2 separate regions of the Mus musculus genome follow, and region 2 is linked to region 1. Evidence: chromatin contacts called from public promoter capture Hi-C data. All regions are on one chromosome and are shown on one strand. The core of a region is the stretch at or near the end of the contact, and the rest is flanking DNA. Distances in the headings are between cores, read along the strand shown. Region 1 holds the start of Usp9x (ubiquitin specific peptidase 9, X chromosome). Region 2 holds the start of Nyx (nyctalopin).

Evidence for each region. Promoter capture Hi-C pulls out the DNA fragments that hold promoters and counts their contacts.
Region 2: a promoter capture Hi-C map of erythroid cells shows a contact between it and region 1, with 134 times the contacts expected there. The contact joins the promoter of Nyx here to the promoter of Usp9x in region 1. A contact is called at or near these places in 1 of 39 promoter capture datasets (erythroid cells), 1 of 484 Hi-C or Micro-C datasets (cerebellum), 1 of 115 datasets of contacts at active chromatin or transcription factors (memory CD8 T cells) and 1 of 9 other capture datasets (liver).

What each region holds. Positions count from the first base shown.
Region 1 is chrX:13,068,069-13,073,006 of GRCm38.p6, reverse strand. It overlaps Usp9x (ubiquitin specific peptidase 9, X chromosome), which reads right to left and starts at 1,509. Exons shown (of 45, transcript NM_009481.2): 1 at 1,274-1,509.
Region 2 is chrX:13,457,411-13,462,484 of GRCm38.p6, reverse strand. Nyx (nyctalopin) reads right to left here and starts at 1,395. Exons shown (of 4, transcript NM_173415.5): 1 at 1,002-1,395.

The DNA of each region.
Region 1 (4,938 bases), core at 260-2,759:
AGGGAGGTGTGGGGGAGCGATAACCGGCTCGGCCTTCTCAGGGCACTGGGCCGCTGAGCGACTGCGGGTTATCGCGGGAGGGCGGCGAGGAGGCCAACTCGTCCGCGGGCCTGATAGCCAGGCGTCGCCGGGGCCTAGCGCTCCCGCTCCAAATCACTCCACCTCAGTAATGGCGTTCGGTGTCAAGTGGAACAGGCCGAGGGCGTCCGCCGCCGGGTTAAGGGGCGCGCGAACCAACCGTCCCCGCCCCCGCCCGCGCCGTGCCCGCGCCCCCGCGCGCTCCCGACCGACCTCCCGCGCGGGTGGAGGGGCGGCACGGCGCGCCGGAGTCTCCATCCTCCTCCTTCTCCTCCTCCTCCTCCTCTCCACTCCCGTCAGGCAGGGAAGGGGGAGGAAGGGGGAGGGCCGGAGCCGTCAGCCATTTTCCCTGCCAGTCCAAAACACACACGCACACACAGCGCCACGCTCACTCACGGACACGGACACACGCTCGCGGGACGCCGGCCGCGCGCACCACGGAGGCTCGCGCGCGCCCGCGACGGCCGGGGCTCGGGGCGACCCCCAACCCCGGCAGCCAGGCCCCCAAGGGAGGACCGCTTACGCACACACACCCCCTCGCGCCGTCCTCCCCAGCCCTCCAGCCAGCCGGAGGCCCTGGGCGCCGCCGGGCTCGGTACTCACCAAACACAACCCGGGAGTCTCCTACGAAGCGGGCCACGCGGAGGCGGGAGACGAGATGCAAAAGCTCGATCCCGGGACCGGGCCTAACCTGGGAGCATCCCAAGCCGGGGGCTGGCGAGGGACAAAAATATGAGAGGCTGCGGATGGCGGGCGGGCTCGCGACGCGCGACGCGTACCGACCAGGGGTCTGGCCCTCACCCTGGCCGCCCTAGGGCAGCGGTGACCACGGCCGCCGCCTCCCTCTCGGCCGGCCGCAGCCCTCTTCCCCCTTCTCCCCTCAGGCTCGGGCGCTGAGCTCAGACAAGCTCCGGGCGGTGCGTTTCTCCTGCGTCACCTCCTCCTGCTCCTCCTCCTGCAGCGGCAGTTTCACCTTCCCCTAGTCGCCGCCTCTGTCCCCCCACTCCAGGCCTGCTCGCTTAGCTACCGCTCCTGTCCTCACTCCCGTCACCCACCCCAAGCCCTGGGGCGGTAAAGGCGGCCGCCTCCCTGGAGGGCGAGGCGGCGGCGGCCGACTCCCGCGAGGCCTGGGAGCCGGTGCAGGCAGGGAGGGGGTTCGCTGGGACAGGGAGGAGGGCCCCAATGGGCCGTTTACCGAGAGCTTGCGGCTCCGCCACCGGCGGACTCTAGCTTCCGCAGCCTTGGGTACCACAGCCTCGTCAATATGGCGAACCCAACAAATCAAGAAAGAAAAGAAAAGACAGAAAGAAAAAGAAAGAAAACCCGCACGGCCGGTGGTGGTGGCGGTGGCGGTGGCAGTGTCGGAGGCGGCGGCGACGGCGGCAGCAACAGCAGCGGCAGCGCAGACTCCCACTAGTCTCAGCACCGCCCAAGGCTCAGCGCTTCTCCGCCCCCATCAGGGCCCTCCCCCTCCAAGCCCCGCCCTCAGCGCCCGGCCCGGCCCCTCCCCTTGCCCAGCCCCCCTCTGGGCCAGCTGCCCCCTCTCCCTGTCCACCTCAGGCTGTTGAGGGAAAGAAAGGAAGAGCGCTGTGGGCCACTAGGGGGCCCAGACAAGGCCCCGTCGCCTGGAACACTGCGAGCTGGGTGGGGGAGGGGAAGACAATGCTAGGGAAAGATCGTACCATCGCTTCCGGACGGCCACTGCAGGGGGTCATGCGAGGGAGCCAGAGACCCTTACAAACCGTAGGGGACCGAACCGAGAGCTGACGAAGGACTCGGACCACTCCAAAGAGGAGGGTGGAGTGGGGGGAAGGGAGAGATCCGGCATGCGGCCTGGGCAAAGGGACTGACTGTCGGGAATGGCAGGGATGTGGACAGGAAAGGGTTAATAAGCACGCAAGCTGCAGCCGCGTCGCTAGTTTGACTAGGGCTGCTTGTTTTTGTTCCATTGTGAACCATGGCCCCACCATCCAGTGCCCGGATGGTGACGTCACCGGCCTCCCCCTTTTCCGGGATGGTTCGGAGGATTGGTTGGGGAGTGGGGGGGGGGGGTGACGGAAAGACTAGATTCCTGGGTCCCGGTGCTAGGCGTTTGCACCCGCCTTGCTTGAGGGTCTCGACTGCGCAGCTGACCCATGTCACGTGACACGAGGATAGGACAAGCCACAGAGCAGTGGTGCCAGGTCCTGAGGGTTTGGCCACCTGCACCCAGCCGATAGGGGGAAGGTGTGGCTTGAACTCCAGAGCGGGGTCGCGGGGGGTGGGGGGAGCTGCTTCCCACTCCACTTTGAGGGAGGCGCTTTAAGCAGCTCATTCACACGATCCTGCAGCATCAGTACCTAAAAGCATTTCGTCAGTCTTAAAGGCATAGTGACTGGGACTGAGAACATTTTGGACACCGGAATCCTTACAACAGTAAAGACAAAAAATTATACACCGTCCTAGACACCTTAGCTACTCAGTAATACTAAATGTAGCAAAATGAACTTCTATTGCCATATCATCAACACCATTCAGTGTGAGAACCTGGGAGGGACTTATGAACCCATCCGCTATGTCAGGGACTATTTTCTGCATATTGAGACTCCGAACTATAAGCTGCGGAGGAAGAACTTAACAGAGCAATCTCAAACGTTGTAGGTTTGAAACGATTCTATAATTTACCTAAAATTCACAAATGAAGAGAAAATGAATACAATTACTGATCGATATTTCATTTTGACTTAAAAATGCCTGTTGGCAGCAAATCTTTAAAAATCATTATAAAATACTATAAAGTTAATTACATTTCATATAGAATAGATGAACTTATGCTATAAGCAGTCATTTCTTTAAAAAATTTTTTTCTATTTATTTCATGTATGTGAGTACACTGTACCTGTCTTCAGACACAGCAGAAGAAGAAATTGGAACCCATTACAGATGGCTGTGAGCCACGGTGTGGTTGCTGGGGATTGAACTCAGGAGCTTTGGAAGAGCAATCAGTGCTCTTAACCGCTGAGCCATCTCTCCAGCCCAACACAGTCATTTCTAATAAAGGAATATTAAATGGAATCCCAAAGAATTTAGGGGACAGCATGTTGCCGGTGTAATTTTTTGAAACCATTTCTCTATACAGCACAAGACTGTTTTCACCACAAAACTAATAGCTTACCCTAAACACATTATTTATAGTCCTTATAACTCTTACCACATGCAATCTTATTTATATAATTACTTCCGTGCATGCTTTCCCTTGCTTATGGAGCCTCCAGAGAGAGCCTACCAACCATGTAACACTCTTAATTTGCTAAGTACATGGTATGGTGGGTTTATTTAATCCTCAGAACCCTCTGAAACAGACGGATAGGTATTTCTAGCCTTGACTTTAGATAGGAAAACAAAACGGTTAAATCATCAGTTTAAGATCAACAAGCCTGGTAAGCACATGTAGCTCTTTTAGCCATATCTAAAGTGCATCCTTAACAGAAATGTCCACAGTAGCCAATTCTATTCAGCATTATACTTGAGGTTCTAGTCAGAGAAGGAGAAGAAATGAAAGATACCCAGATAAGAAAGGAACAATTAAAACTTTCCTCACAAATAACATAATCTTACTCAGGGAAAACCTTAGGTAACCCAATATAAAAAAAAAAAACAATAAAACTAATACATGATTTTTAACAAGACTAAGGCTAGAGATTTGTCTACCTCCATTCATCCTCTCACAAAAAAGCTATCACATTATACCCTATAAATATGATTACTATGTGTCAATTTAAAATAACAATCTAACTCTTTTTAGACAACCTACAGAATGTTTTTTAAAGTCTCTGTAAATCATTTATCTAATAAGGAATTAACATCCACAATATTAACTTCAACTCAACAAACAGCAAAACAAAACCCTTCAATAAAGAAGTAAGCAAAAGGGTGACTTCTAGGACATCCAGGACTACACAGAAAAACTCTGCCCAAAGTACCAGCAAAACCAAAAATAAAACAAAACAAAAAAGCAAAAGAGGCTGGTGAGATGGCTCAGTAGGTAAAGGTGCTTGCTATGAAGCCTGACAACCTGAGTTTGATCCTTGGAGCCCACATGGTGGAAGAAGTAAATAGGCTCCTTCAAGTTGTCCTCTGAACTCTTGTAATGCATGTATGCATGCACACGTGCGCGCGCGCGCGCACACACACACACACACACACACACACACACTTTTTAAAATGTAAAAACTAAGCAAAGGGAAATGGGTAGAAGGCAGTTACAGTTGTCTGTTATCCCAGCACAGCAGAGGCAAAGGCAGAGGCCGAGGCCAGAGAGGCAGAGAGGCAGAGAGGCAGAGTCAGAGGCAGGACAATGTTCTGTTTAAGTCCAGCCTGGGTTATACAGTCAAACTCTATCTCAAAAAGGTAAAATTAAAATTTAAAAATGAAAATAGGCAAAGGATTTGAACACACACTCATCAAATATGTGAATGGCCAGTAAATACATGAAAAAATAAATACCTAACATGTCCATTCATTAGAGAAATGCAAATCAAAACCATGTGAGATAACACTTCATAGTCATTAGAAATACTATTGCAGAAAAAGCAAGCTATCTAGCAAGGAGATAATGATTGCCAAGATGCAGAAAATTTGAAATTCTACATTGCTGGTGGAGCTGCTACTGAAAGCCATAAGGCAGATCTTCAAAAAAAGAGAAAAAAAAAACCCCAAACATAACATTACTAATTCTACTTCTAGATAAAGCTCAAAGAACTGAAAGCAGGGACCCAAACAATTGCTTGTATACCAAAGTTCATAGTCACAATAGCCAAATGTGGGAACCACCCAAATGCTGAGTAGATGAATGGATAAACAAAATGTGGGAGATACATA
Region 2 (5,074 bases), core at 146-2,645, 390 kb before region 1:
AAGGTTCTAAAATAAGTCAATTTTGACTCTCCTCTTTTCACAAAATTCCACACCAAGTTGTTCTAATCAGACGAAGCTTCTTCAGAAAACTTGAGGTTACAATGCTGAAGGCAGAGCAAGGAATTGGTCGCCTAGGTTATGGTTGGTTTTTGTTGTTTTGCTTTTGTTGTTTTTTTTTTTTTTTTGTTTTCTCTCCTGAGATTCCAGTAAGAAGCCAAAGAGTCACCCTCACTGCCTATGTGAGATCAGGATGAGGCACCCCTAAACTGCCTTAGCTGAAACCATCCTTTTGTTGGAATCCCTGGCTCCTTGTAGGGCTGGGGGAATCGACCTGAATTCACAGCCTTAGCTCTGGACTGCAGCAGGGGACGCTACTTATTCTGCTGACTCTCAGAATGACGTCACCCCAAGGACAGGCCCAGACAAAGTCGGGATGCAGGCTCGTACCGGATTCCGGGTCCTGCGCACAAAGCGTGCCTTGGCGGTCGGTCGTAGAGGGGCAGCTGGCCACGAGTCCCCAGTATGAACGTTTAAGTCCCTATTCCTTCCCACCTCTCTGGATTTCGAAAACTAGTTCAGCTCGCTAGCCCGGGTTAGCAACCACTCGTGACGCACCAGGGGACTTTTTCCCTCTCAAGGTCACGTCCTTGCGAAACCTGGACAGCCACTGCGGGTAACCCGTGCTGCAGCCCCGCCCGCTCCCAAGGTCTGGTGGGGCGGGGCATCCGAGCATGGGCCCCGCCCTCCCAGGCTTGCCCATCAGAGGGCGCTGAAGCTCCAGCGCTGGACCAGTGCCACCGCAACCTATCTTATCGTCCCCGCCAGGAAGCAGGCTCCAGCATGGCGGCGCGGGGGCGGCTGCCTGGCCCGGAAAGGCCCGGGGCACGCCTGAGCCGGAAATCTTAGTCACGCACCTGAAGTCGCTGGAAGGCTAGCTGCCCTGGTCAAAGGACAGCCTGCCAAAAGTCCCTCTGGAGAGGGTCCTTCAGTGACCTACTCACCTGACTGACCCTGGAGTCAGGAGGGTGGATAATAAGCCAGTCTGACACAGCACATAAAGGGTTGGCCCAGGATTTCTTCTGCTGTGCTTCTCAACAGACTCGCTGCCCTAATACTCCAAAATGCACGTTCCAGGAGCTGCATGTGAAATCGCCACTCTCTGTGGCCTCCAAAAATAGAGCTGTAGGCCCATCTGCCTTGCCCAAGGAAAAGACCCAAACTCAATGCAGCAGGGAACTGCCAAGTATCAAATCAATGTCCCAGTCTCAAAGAGGCCTCTGAAACAATGGTTGATGGCGCTGACACATGCTAAGAGGTGAAAGAGGTCCTGGGACAGGTTTCCTAAGCCACCAGCAGCACGGCCAGACAACAGTTGAAATCAGTAGTTATGGACCTAAGGAGCTAGAGGCTTTAGAATAAAATGTTAGGGGGAAGAAAGGAATTGTTCTGATCTGTGATCAGAAGGACTAGGATAAGAGGAATTGGGCAGAGTCCCAGGAGTGAAGGGTTAGTCAGTCCATAGCAGAATTGCTGCATTTTGGCAAGTCCGTTCTGAAAGCTGAAAGTGAGGTGACCTTCAATGGGTAGTCTTCGGCACACAGGGCAACAATGCAGTGCAGCAGATTTGTCCTTTTCTTTGTTGATTTAGCTGGAAGCTGTCAGTTAAAATAATCTCATCTGATCTCTTCCTCCATTCTCTGGCCTGTAACTTAATTTAGAGAGTTTCAGAATTCTCTTATCACAGGTATTCAAGGCAGGCAAAAGATCCCGGAACATCTGATTTCAGAAGACAAGCCATCGAAGATACCTGAGTCTGTGCAATGTTGAGCCACCAGGCAACTGAGTCTCTGCTGATGACCTGTCAGAAAAACAAATGCTGGGAGAGGCTTGGGCCTCCCTGCTGCTCTCAGATAGGCACCTTTTGCCACTTAGAAAATTAGTGTTTGACAGACATACACGAGGCTAGAGCTTGAAGCTGACCAGCAAAGAAAAGATACAAAGGCTTCCACTTTCCACCTGTCAAAGGAATGGATCTAGGGACAAAGAAGTCTGTCGGGCCTGAGATGGGATGGGATCTTCCACCCCACAAAACCCCTGAGGCGTCTATTTGAAAAAATGGGTGAGCTTTAAAACATTTTCCTCACCTGGACTTGAATTTAAAATCCTGTTAGGTTTGAGAGTCGCCTTTCCTGGATACATGTGGCTACCGTTCCTCGTGAAAGAACCCTCTCCTTACAGCAAATGGAGGCTACCACAGAAAACCACAACTGGAGCAATAGATTCTAGGGAGCTCAGGCCCAATGGATACACCTACACCACCACTCCTGCATCTATGACTCAGGGAGCATCGATGAAGAGAAGGAAGTCTGCTGTGAAATGGTCTCTCCTACAAATGACTGCATAAACAAACCAGAACAAAGGTAATATCACAGACATGTTCTCAGGGAAGGGGAAATCCACCAGGCCCCATCCTTAGGCAAAGAGCTACCTACAGGCAACTAATGGCTTTGGGAAAGATGACTAGCCTCTCCCAGTAATGAGCATCCTTAATTGGTTGTCTAATGCAGAATGGTCAGCCTTGAACACACATACACACACACACACACACACACACACATCACCAACAAAAATGGACTGAGCAGGTTGGATATGTGTGTGTGTGTGTGTGTGCACACGCGCGTGCATATTTCATACTCACATGCACACAAATATGTATGTAACAATAAATAAAATATGCTATCTACTTAGGAGTATACGAGGACATAGGAGGGCATCAGGGAAGGGTAGCTGGAAAGTGCTAGAGGGAGGAAAGTGGTATGATTCTATTTCAATTATAAACATAGTTTGAAGTAAAATTAAAATATATATAACATTATAGAGAGTATATCATTGGTGGTACGACTAACAATGCATAACTAAAAGCCCGCACACAAGAGGCTGAAGCAGAAGAACTGTATTTGAAGCCACCCTGGATTATATGTGACTCTCTTCCCTTCTCTTCTCTTCTCTTTTCTTCTCTTGTCTTCTCTTGTCTTCTCTTGTCTCCTCTTCTCTCCTCTCCTCTCCTCTCCTCTCCTCTCCTCTCCTCTCCTCTCCTCTCCTCCCTGCTCCTCTCCCCTCCCCTCCCTTCCCTTCCCCGCTCCTCTCCTTAACCCTCCCCTCCCCTCCCCTCCCTTCTCTTCTCTTCTCTTCTCTTCTCTTCTCTTCTCTTCTCTTCTCTTCTCTTCTCTCTCTGTTATACACATTCATACATGCATGTACATTGTTATAAATATACATTATATATAAATGATTTTATGTTTCTAAAACGTGGAATGAAAAACAAAGATATATTGGGACAAAGAAGATGGCTGTGGAGAGAGGTAAAAGCAAAGCATGAGGCCCTGAGATCAAACCCTCAGCACCAACATTAAAAAAAAACAAACAAAAAAAAAAACCCCAGATACAGCTGCACATGACTGTAACCACAGCATTGAAACACAAGTGGATCCTGGGAGCTGCTTGCCCAGCCCACTTACCTGAACCCGCAGGTTTCCTGTTCAGTAAGAGATCTTTCCTAAGCAAAGCAACAAGGCTGAGAGCAATAGAGAAAAACATCAAACATCCTGCTCTGACCATTACTTCTGTGCACCAAGCATGTACTACACACAGACAACACACACAAATAAAAGAAATAAAAACTCTGTTACAGGGAACATAGACAATCTGGGGACCAGGGTCCCCTTATCTTAGGAAAGAATCGATTAGCATGCCTCATTTACATTTACATGTGTTCTAGGCATTGTCCTATGACTTTTTATAAATTGTAAAATGGCCAAAGGCTCACTCGGGAGGAATTTAGACTTCTCCACCTCCCCATTTGGCCAATTTGTAAATAAATCATCTTTCTTTTACCAATGTCTGTAGCCAGGCTTTTGGCCACTTTGTGGGTTCTTTTTTCTTCCACCCTTATTTCATCCTTTCAACCCCCCAACATTAGGTAGGAGTGAAAAAAGGATAGGAGGGAAAGGGGGCCATTATCAGTAGACTGCTTCCTGCTCACTGGGGTCAACAAGTTCCTTGGGGAAAGTTTGTTTGTCATCACCAGGATAGCTAATTCCTTCTCATTTTTTTTTGTTCATGATCACTTGAAAAACCACAATATACAACACCCAACAGCATCCAACCACCAACCACCCAGTCACACTATTGAGGCTCTAGCATATATACATCCTCTGAAAAGTCCCCAGAATTCCAAATGTGACACTCTCACAGAAACTATCCTCAGCTGGCAAAAACCTCACTCTTGCTTAGAGCATGAGGCAAATCATAGTCAACTGCTATGAAGCAGCCCCATATCCCACACCTGGAAAACATGGTCTCACAATATTTCTGTGTTTTTTAAAGAAACCAGAATTCTCACTACAAATGTCTGGGTCCTAGTTTATGTAGCCAGTAATGTAAGTTCTATCTCCTGGACCTACATTATGAAAGAAGATAACTCCTGCCATTGTTCTCTGGTCTCCAGAGTACACCCACACACATACACAATCAAATAAAAATGTTTAAATGTGTAAGTAAAGGAAATAGAAACAAAAGCATCAGGTTCATGAATGTGATGCTAACAGTGGCATCATCAAGAAGAATGACTGTACCAGGTGAGTAGTGGCTCACACAAGTAAACCCAGTGCTCCAGAGATTGAGGCTGGAAGATTATAATAGCTGTGGTCTGAGATCCCAGGATGCTTGTCCTAGACAAGGAGAAAGGAAGTCTGGAGAGAGAGAGAGAGAGAGAGAGAGAGAGAGAGAGAGAGAGAGAGAGAGAGAGGAAGAAGAAGAAGAAGAAGAAGAAGAAGAAGAAGAAGAAGAAGGAGGAGGAGGAGGAGGAGGAGGAGGAGGAGGAGGAGGAGGAGGAGGAGGAGGGGGGGGAGGGGGGGAGGGGAAGGGAGGGGAGACAGACAGACTCAATCAGTAGGTATGTTAGAAAGAAAGCCAGTGGGAAATTCCTAAAGTAGACAGGTTACCAAAGAGGAACATGCAAGGAGGGTGTCTTTTAAACACTTACAAAACAGAAAACATCAGTCAGGTAAAGAAC